Regions from separate parts of the Mus musculus genome. Here region 2 is linked to region 1. The links are chromatin contacts, called in public Hi-C maps. All regions are on one chromosome and are shown on one strand. The core of a region is the stretch at or near the end of the contact, and the rest is flanking DNA. Distances in the headings are between cores, read along the strand shown. Region 1 overlaps Gab1 (growth factor receptor bound protein 2-associated protein 1). Region 2 has its middle 5.2 kb from the start of Gm31223.

Region 1 (4,950 bases), core at 655-3,154:
AGGGTCTTGCCTGGCTGATTAACAGTGGAGGCGGCGGCAGGGTGCCTCACTGACAGCAGCTACTACTGCAGTGTCTATTTATTATCCATTCATTAGACTGATTGACCTTTTAAATTTCATATATGTATGGAGAGAGACAGACAGAGACAGAGAGACAGAGAGAGAGAGAGGGAGAAAGGGAGAGAGAGACAGAGAATGCGCGCGCAAGAGAGTGCCCACTTGTGTGGGGGTCCCAGGATACCCTGCAGAAGTTATTTCTCTCCTTCCACCAGGTAGCTCCTGGGGACTGATCTAAGATAGCCAAGCTGGCAACAAATATCTTTACCCGCTGAGCCATCTCACTGGCTCATTAAAGGTTTCTTATCATAAGTTATAGGTTTGACATGACGTTTCCATTCACGTACGTAATGTATTTTGAACGTGTTCACCACCACACAAGACACCTCTCTTCTCTTGCCCCCTATTCTTGTGGAGCCCTTATACATACCTTTGTATATCACACGAAGCGTGACATACCTAAGTAGGAGAAGCCAATAGTAGGGCGAGGGCTCCTGTGAGCCAGTTCACTTGTGGATGTGCTCATCACCTCCCCCTGCACTGAAGGCTTGCCTGCTGGAAGGCCTCGCATTAGCTTATTAGCTTTCTAAGTAAGTTTCAATTAGGAGTTTGCTCCAGTGGCTTATTAGGCCTTTAATGGATGCTAATTATACTCTCGGTGCATTCTGAGTTAAGAATTGGGAAATGATTTTACATGTGTAAGCAAACCTTGAGCCAGTGTTTGTTTCTTAGAAGAAACTTAGAGAGAGCAGTAAGTCAGAAATCAAAACAGGACTGAGACCAGAATGATCTATACCACTGGGCTTGTCGCCCAGAATTGGCTGAAGTCCCATGCCTGTAAGGCCAAGCAGGAGTCTACTTTGGGCCAGTATTGACTCTCGCAGGAATCTTAAATTTGAGATTATTTAGACACAATTCAACAAATTTTTAAATTTACATTATCCACGTGTGTGAGCGTCCGTGCTTGTGTTCATGTGTGCCACGGGGCATGTCAGAACGATATATACTTCTCTCCACCCTGTGGTTCCAGGGAATGAACTCAGGTCACTGGGGCTGTGGCATGTACCCTTACCTGCGGAGCCATCTCACTAGCTCTGCACCATCCAATTTTTATATCCACATACTCAGTACCAGGTAGATGGTCGGCTCAAGACAGAATGCTGAAGATGGTGCATTTTCCAGGTTAACACGCTAGCATGATCTCTGTACTCTTAAAGCTACTGCCTGCCACTGTCACTTGGGTGTTTGGGGGTACCTACCGCTTATGTCTCCACCTTTATGAACTTGCTTGGGGTTGTGGTGGAATTTTAATTTCAGCTCTTGCCTCTTGAAGACATAGGTGAGTCCTGACATGCTGTTAAGCACAGCATTTTTTTTTTTTTTTTGAAACAGGCCCTTCTGAGTCCCAGGCCTGTTTTCAGGAGATTCCACTGTCTTTCTCACTCCTGGGTAGGAAATCTGAAAGGTCAGAGGTGAAGCTGCTCTATCTGTGACAGTAGAACAAGACCGGGGAGTGCGAGTCTCTGCCAGGACAATTTTCTTTTTCCCACGAGAGTTCCTCAATTTATTATTTTATGGCTGTCAGATGTAACAAAAGAAACAAATTAAAAAAAAAAAAAAAAACAAACCCTACAAAACAAAACCCGCCACTGAAGGAAAGTGTATCTGTGCAAACCGTCATCACTAGGCGAGTCAGAAGGAGGTCCTGGGTGGGCTGCAGTTCACGGACCTTCACTGAGGGAACTGTGCGTCTGCAGCGTTTGGTTTTCTTTCCAACTGAGCGCTGAGCTTGGTTGGTGGTACCATGCATGTAGCTGAAGAGCTAACAGAAAGCAGGGGCCACGCACTGGGGAGAGAGCTTGGAGATGTGGTAGCTGCTTCCCCATTTCCCTGCTAGTGCTGGCTGGGGCTCTTGAGCTCATCTTTGAATAGTAAATATTTTTTCATGGTTCTCTTAAGGCCAGAAGGATATAGTCTGAATCATTATTTAATCTGCAGCATTTGAAATCCTCTGATGCTAAATCCCTGTATTAGCAACTGGATCTCGAGTTGAACGCGTTGTGGGGGCAGCTTACCTCACTTTATAATCAACCTCTCCTAGACACAGCAACAGGAACTTAAGAGGACCCACTGAAATTCGGACAGGATGTAGTAGGAGTGGTCCCAACTGTATTTTCTGCTTCTGTCTTCCTCCTGGCAAAGGGTGTTAAATCATATTAGAGAAATCGATTTTTTAATAGCCATTTCATGAAAATTCATAAATTAAAAGTTAGAACTCCTCTTGGTCTAAACCAAGGAGATTCACAGACCTCATTAGCATAGAGCAGGACTCCAAGAGATCTCAAGCAACCAGTCCAAGGCTACACATGTAGGCAAATGGGCGTCGAGGATTTTCAGGTGCCTCCTGCTCTTTAAAACCCTCTTCCAGTCTGACAAAGTGAGCCTGGATGTGCTGCCCAGTAGTTGAAATGTCTCCCTGCCCGTCCCCCAACCTCAGCTACACGTAAGAGAGACAGTTATGAACACAGCTTCCTGATCATCCCTGAGGCCTGTGGGCAGCACGATACTGTTCTCCTCAGACATCACAATTAAGATGTGCCCTGGATACTCCTATCTGAGGGGAAGCATTGTAAAGTTGGCCGTTGTGAACATATGAATGAGGTAAACACACAAAACCATCAAAAGTGTGCAGATTGCTCTAGGAATCCAGAGGAGGGTCAGTTAGAAGGCCAAATGGCTGGTGTTCAGTCAGAGTTGATGGACCATCCACCCCATCATACCTTTTAGCATGTTTTACGTATTTTATTGTTTAAAATCTGCTGTTCACCAGCCTTCTCTGTTCACTCTTATGACCTTATATTTCTAACCAGAATAACAGATCATAGTCTATCAGGGCCGTTAAAATTATTCTTTGTCATGTCAGAAACTACAGAGGGACTTTATTTCTAGCTGTACAACTTATTTTCTAGCTGTAAGCTGCACAGTTTATTTGTTTTCCTTCATCTTTGGAACATGCTCAAGGGATTTGTGGGATTTTTGGACAGGTGTAGTTACAAGCTCGGGGAAGGGTCTGACGCTACAGATGAGCACCGGATTCCCCTTGGCTCAGAGTTAGAGAGGTTTTCCCAATAACCCGGTAGGCAAACCTGAAGAGCAGATCCAGGCACTCTTAGCAGCATTGTGGCCATCAAGTCTGTCGGTGTAAGTGTGTCTCCTTGCTAGGTTGGCGTAACCTAGGGAAATGGGGGAGGGGGGAATCCAAAACAACAAAACAACTGTCTCTTAGGACTGGAGAGATGGCATAGTGGTTCAGAGTACTAGCTGTTCTTGCAGAAGACCCAGGCTCCACTCCCAGCCCCTACATAATAACGCATGACCATAGTAACTCCAATTCCAGGGGACTCTAATGCCCCCTTCTGGCCTCCAAGAGCACCAAGTACACATATAGTGAGCAGACTTATGTGCAGGCGAAGTACCTATGCACATTAAATTACGTTAACATTAAAAATGGTGCCTACTAAGATCGTAGGACAGTCTTATTTTAATTTAAGTAGTTTCAAAACTCAGTATTTTTCAGGGTTGCATTAGTGTGGCCTCACTGGGTGTAGATCTGGGTCTGGGTGTTTGCACATGAGTGTGTATGCTTGTGGAGGCTGGAGGTTGGGGTCAGGTGTGATTCTCTATCTCTGTCCATGTGAGTCAAAGTCATTGTATTTGGAGCTTGTTAAGAGGGTTAGAGTAGGTGGCCAGTGAGCTTTCGGGGTCTGCTTGGGTTTCATGTAAGTTTGGGGATCTTAGCTCGAGTCTTCCTGCTTATGTGACAGGCGCTTATCTCCTCAGGCCCCATCTTGATTTCTCTCAGGCCTCTGGACTAAAGGAAAGGCTGACCTTCTTCAGATGTCTTTGGCAAGAGTTAATTAACATATAACCATTGCGATTTAGGTAGTATTTCTTTCTTAGTTCAAAGCTATCATCTCGTTCTTTTTGCCCAGATTGGCCTTGAACTGGTAAGGCGAGCATTTCAGTCTTCAGAATAGCTGGCAGAGCAGGTGAATACCACTGCCCATGGCCTCAGGTAGTGTTTGTTTCAGCTAACACTGCCATCATTGATTCTGGTTATGTGCATTAAAACAATCTATCTCCAGACTTTCAAAGTAGCTTAGTCTAAGAACAACAGAATCTTCAACTGTGATAGACTAAAACTTAACTTGATTACAGATCCTGTGAAGCCGCTGACTGGCTCCTCACAAGCACCCGTCGATTCACCTTTCGCTATAAGTACAGCACCAGCCTCCAGTCAGATGGAAGCTTCTTCAGTCGCGCTACCTCCTCCTTACCAGGTCATCAGCCTTCCGCCACACCCAGACACCCTCGGCCTCCAGGACGATCCACAAGACTACCTCTTGCTGATCAACTGTCAAAGCAAGAAGCCTGAACCTAACAGGTACATGGTACATGCTAGCGCATGTGCGCACACTCACACTTGTGTGTGTGTGTGTGTGTGTGTGTGTGTGTGTGTGTGTGTGTGTGTGTGTTTGTGTGTGTGTGTGTGAGTGAGTGTGTGTGTGTATGTATGTGTGTGTGTGTTTGTGTATGTGTGTGTGTGTGAGTGAGTGTGTGTGTGTGTGTGTGTGTGATTCAGATTTGTGTTGCAGGTTTATAATCCTCTGTTAATGATTTCTGTTATGTGGGAGGTATTTTGTTGTTGGCACTTTCTCCCATCATGGCTGATCATAGTTGTGCCTACAGGGCTGACTTGGAAAGAGTCTCGAAGTCTTTGTTAGGGACTCACAGCGTTACTTGCTTGACAGATGTCACTGATTTGTAAATGGTGACCTTGCTCCATTTCTTATGTGATTGTAAAGCAGCCAAGGGTCATCTTTTGTTTCTGAA
Region 2 (4,950 bases), core at 1,023-3,522, 150 kb before region 1:
GAGATGCAGGTATGATTCAACATACAAAAATCAATAACTGTATCTTTTCACATACATGAGTTAAAAATAGAAATCACATGGTCATCTCAATAGATGAAGAAAGGCTTTTGACAAAAATAAAACATGTCTCCATGATAAAGTAACTGAAGAGATTAGGAATCAAAGGAACCCATATCCACACAATGAAGGTTGTATATTAGAAACCCACAGGCAACATCATACTAAATGTGGAAAAACTCAAAACATTGTCACTAAAATTGGGAACAAAAGAAGGGTGTCTACTCTCATCTCTTTCGTTCAACAAAATGCTTGAAACCTTAGCAAGATCAGTAAGTCCAGAGAAAGAAATAAAACTGATATAAACAGAAATAGATACGCTATTTACACATGATATGCTTCTGTTCATAAGAAACTCCCAGAACCCTACCAGAAACTTTCGGGAAAGTAGAAGGATACAAAGTTAACATTCAAAAACAAACAAACAAAAACAGTGTATGATGAGAAAGAGATCATGGAAACAATCCTATCAACAACTGCCTCAAAACATAAAACAAGAAAATGAAGCACCTTGAAATAAGCTTAACCAAGGAAGCAACAGACCTCCATAATCAAAATGTTAAAACACCAAAGAAGCTGGAAACAGCACTGAATGACAGCAAATGTCCATGCTTGTGGCCTGGAAGAGTCGATACTACAAAAATGTCCATTCTGCCATAGGCGTTGATAGCTCTAACGCCATAGAGACTAAAATGCTAACGGCATTCTTCAAACAAATAGAAAAGAACCTTAAAATTCATAAGGGAACACAAATGGCCATAAATAACCCCACCTGATTTCAGATTATACTATAGATCCTCAGAAACCAGCACAGTATGGTACCAGCTCGGAAACACACCTGCAGATGTATGGGATAGAATAGAGGCCCCACACACAAACCTGTGCAGGCACAGACAGACACATAATTTTTACACAAATTCCAGAAATCGCTGGGCACAGGGGCGTGCATCTTTAATCCTAATACTAGGAAAGGCAGAGGCTGTCAGATCTCTGTGAGTTTGAAGTCAGCCAAGACCCTGTATTGAGAGAGAGAGAGAGAAAGAGAGAGAGAGAGAGAGAGAGAGAGAGAGAGAGAGAGAGAGAGAGAGAGAGAGAGAGACCTGGATGGCTTCATGGAGAAGAGGAAATCTAAGAGCCCCATATCTCACCCTACACAAGAATCAGCACCAAATGATTCAAAGTCACTCACATAAGATCCCAAAGTACTTGTGGGAAAGTAGAAGAAATGCTTCAAGACATAGACCTTTGTCTCTCTACAGGAGTCTGCTGTCTAGGGAGAAAGTCCAGCTGACAAATGGGACCCTGGCAAAGGAGGCACATAGATGAATGAAGGACCAGCCTACAGAACAGCCTTCTACCCGAGTAGACTCAACAGAGGTTAATATCTAGAATATACAAAGAACTTAAAAAACTAAACAAGAAGTTGGGCAGTGGTGGCACATGCCTTTAATCCCAGCTCTGGGGAGGCAGAGGGAGGAAGATTTCTAAGTTCAAGTCCAACCTGGTCTACAGAGTGAGTTCCAGGACAGCCAGGGATACATAGGGAAACCCTGTCTGCGGAGGAGAGGGAAACTAAACAAGAAACAAAATAACCCAATCAATCAATGAACTTTGAAAGTGAGCAAACCACGGACTGTCTGGACCCAGAAGCTTCAAAATGACGCAGAGACTTCTTCTTCTTCTTCTTCTTCTTCTTCTTCTTCTTATTATTATTATTATTATTATTATTATTATTATTATTATTATTATTAAAGATTTATTTATTTTATTTATATGAGTACACTGTAGTTGTCTTCAGACACACCAGAAGAAGGCATCAGATCCCATTACAGATGGTTGTGATTGCTACCATGTGATTGCTGGAAATTGAACTCTGGACCTCTGGAAGAGCAGTCAGTGCTCTTAACCGCTGAGCCATTCTCCAGCCCACTTAGTATTATTATTAAGCTTAGACCTTAGCTAGCTCCTATAACTTAAATAACCCAATTCCTCTATGCCATGTCCTGCCACATAGCCCAGCACCTCTCACACAATCAGTCCCAACATCTGTTGATATTCTGTCTTACTTGACTGAGTCAGAATGGCATTTTTTAAAGAAAAGAAACACCAACAAATGATAGTAAGGATGTGCACAAGAGTGCTCTTACACACTGCTGTGGGGATGTGGGTTAGTCTGGCAAGGATGCAATGCAGGATGGAGGTTCCTCAAAAAAACTAAAAATAGATCTACCATATGTCACAGCTACGTGCCCACTGTGTTCTTGCCCAAATGTCACAGCTATGTGCCCGCTGGGTTCTTATGACATCAGAGTGACGGGGGACAGGGATAATTGTACAATGAAGCTTTTTGCAGCACAGTGGAGAATAGCTAAATTATGGTACCAGCCTGTGTCCCAAGGGAATTGGTAGAGGAAAAAAGTGGGAGATGTACAAAATGAAATCTTCTTCAGCTGTGAAGAGCAAAGTGCTACATCATTTACAGAAAAATAGAGCAACTGGAGACTGTCATAAACGCAGGCCAATTAAACCAGACTCAGAAAGACAAATGTCCATATTGTTTTCTACCTATAGGGTTGCAGACCCCTTTAGCTCCTTGGGTACTGTATCTAGCTCCTCCATTGGGGGCCCTGTGATCCATCCAATAACTGACTGTGAGCATCCACTTCTGTGTTTGCTAGGCCCCAGCATAGCCTCACATGAGACAGCTATATCAGGGTCCTTTCAGCAAAATCTTGCTAGTGTATATAATGGTGTCAGCGTTTGGAGGCTAATTATCGGATGGATCCCCAGGTATGGCAGTCTCTAGATGGTCCATCCTTTCGTCTCTGCATATGTATCAGAAGATGGCCTAGTCAGCCATCAGTGAAAAGAGAGGCCCATTGGTCTTGCAAACTTTATATGCCTCAGTTCAGGGGAACGTCAGGGCCAAAAAGTAGAAGTGGGTGGGTAGGGGATTGGAGGGGGTAGGGTATGGGGGACTTTTGGGATAGCATTGGAAATGTACATGAAGAAAATAACTAATTAAAAAAAAGAAAAAAAAGAAAGACAAATGTCTCGTTCTCTCATTGCTGTTCTGGGTTTTATATAAACACATAAAAGCAGGTATATACACAGAGAAGAGGAGGAGAGGAAGTGAAAAGAGACAAAGAAACTAACAGGAGAGGAGAGGAAGGGGAGAGCTGGGGAGTAAGAAGGTATACTCAACATTTAATAAGAAGTTGTATAAAAATGTTTTTAAGTAACTCGGAGTCATGCACAATAAATATACAATATCAAATAATTTAAAATTCAAACAAGAATTAACAATTAAAATTTCAAACAAGCCAAGTGCCATGGCATACACCTTTAGTCACAGCCCTCTGCAGGCAGAGACAGATAAATACCTGCTAATTTAAGGCAAGCCAGACAGGTAACATAACGAGACTCTGTTTCAAAAGAAGAGAAACAAACAAAAACAAAATCTAATTTTTACTTCTTGACATCTTGTAGAGCAACAGAGACATAATGTATTTAAGTAAATGATGTTTCCAGATCCTAAGTGTCAGTCAATCAAGGCGAATGATTCCCAAGAAGTATAAAGTAGCAGAAGGGCTTGGGATGTTGAGACACTGTTGCTCCAACATGAGCAGGCCTCTGGGTTGGATCCCTAACATTACGTTATCAGAACAAGAAAAAGAAACTAAAATCCAGGTTATCAATGTGACCTCAGGTCGGGGGTGGGGGGGTGGGGGGTGAGAGAAAGAGAGAGAGAGAGAGAGAAAGAGAGAGAGAGAGAAAGAGAGAGAGAACTCCAACACTGCACAGCCCCCCACCCCTAACATCACCAATGTTCTGATGAGCAGATACAAGTGGAAACCAGTCATGTCCTCCGAAGAACCACTGGAGAGATCTTACAGTCCTGAGCCACAGGATGGAACTCACTAAGTGGATCCTACACGCTAGGCAAGTCAGCGCACATGCGGTGTCTCCATAGTTACCTGCCACGCAGATAATACCTTCACCTTTCAGAAAGGAAACTGGGACTCTCAATGGGAAACAGCTTTCCCAGTAAACATCAGTCAGGATTGAAGATTCACTCTCCTGACCCGGAAAATGCATTTCTTTTGCAGATCACTGTCCCGTGTCCTTACAGCAGAGCCTACAATTAGCAAATTAAAGACCAAAAGAAATTAAAAAAAAAAAAAAGCCATGGGCAGGAGTTAGAAGACTTAGTGTGCAGAATATCTATGTTGAGGTTGCTCTGGTCCTGCTATGTAATCAAATGTTAAATTCTGTACCCCAAGATCTGGTTGTCCCAAGATGCGCAAATTCTCGTGTACAGCAGCTTTTGTTGTACAAACCTTGTTCTCCAAGTTAATTGGTCAATAAAAGGCTAAAGCCTGTGATTGGGCAGTAAAGAGAAGAAGGCAGGGCTTCCTGGGAGGGAGAAAGGAACTCTGGGAAGAAGAAAGAGGAAGGTCCTTTCACCAGGAAACATGAATGGAGATGAAGGTGACTGTAGACTACGTGGCTGGATGGGGCTAGGTGGTCTGGCTAACTTAGATGAATCTGCCCAGCTAAGGACTAAGCTTTGAAATATTAAAAGGTCTTTGTGTGATTATCTGGGGAACTGGTCAAGGAATTACTGCTTAGTATTAATTTCCAGCATTAATTAATATTTAAAGACTATTAATATTAGTCAATTTTTACATATCTATAGCACTCAAATCAATACATACAGTCAGTGGAGCCCCTATGAAACTCTATAGGCATACAGCACCACATTCAAGGTATTAGATACCTTTTTGCTGCTATGATAAAACATAGCAACCCAAGGAACTTAAAAAAGAAAGAGTTTATTTGGCATATGGTTCCTGTGTTGGTTAGAATATGCTTGGTCCAGGGAGTGGCACT

What was found. A called contact is a pair of places that touch in the nucleus more often than the background predicts.
Region 2: a contact with region 1 is called in a Hi-C map of the HPC-7 cell line, with 2.1 times the contacts expected there. The contact joins two enhancer-like sites. A contact is called at or near these places in 3 of 39 promoter capture datasets (the C10 cell line, cranial neural crest and liver), 2 of 484 Hi-C or Micro-C datasets (the HPC-7 cell line and nephron progenitors) and 2 of 115 datasets of contacts at active chromatin or transcription factors (bone marrow-derived macrophages and embryonic stem cells).

The regions. Positions count from the first base shown.
Region 1 is chr8:80,790,940-80,795,889 of GRCm38.p6, reverse strand. Gab1 (growth factor receptor bound protein 2-associated protein 1) reads left to right here. Exons shown (of 10, transcript NM_021356.2): 3 at 4,276-4,501. Among named protein-coding and RNA genes, the nearest start is that of Gm51580, 21 kb to the left of the region's middle. Within about 2 kb of position 1,904, at least 33 of the 459 cell types and tissues checked have an H3K27ac peak or open chromatin away from gene starts, as enhancers often do. A contact at or near this core is called in the HPC-7 cell line, where this site is marked.
Region 2 is chr8:80,941,278-80,946,227 of GRCm38.p6, reverse strand. No RefSeq gene overlaps it. Among named protein-coding and RNA genes, the nearest start is that of Gm31223, 5.2 kb to the left of the region's middle. Within about 2 kb of position 2,272, at least 22 of the 459 cell types and tissues checked have an H3K27ac peak or open chromatin away from gene starts, as enhancers often do. A contact at or near this core is called in the HPC-7 cell line, where this site is marked.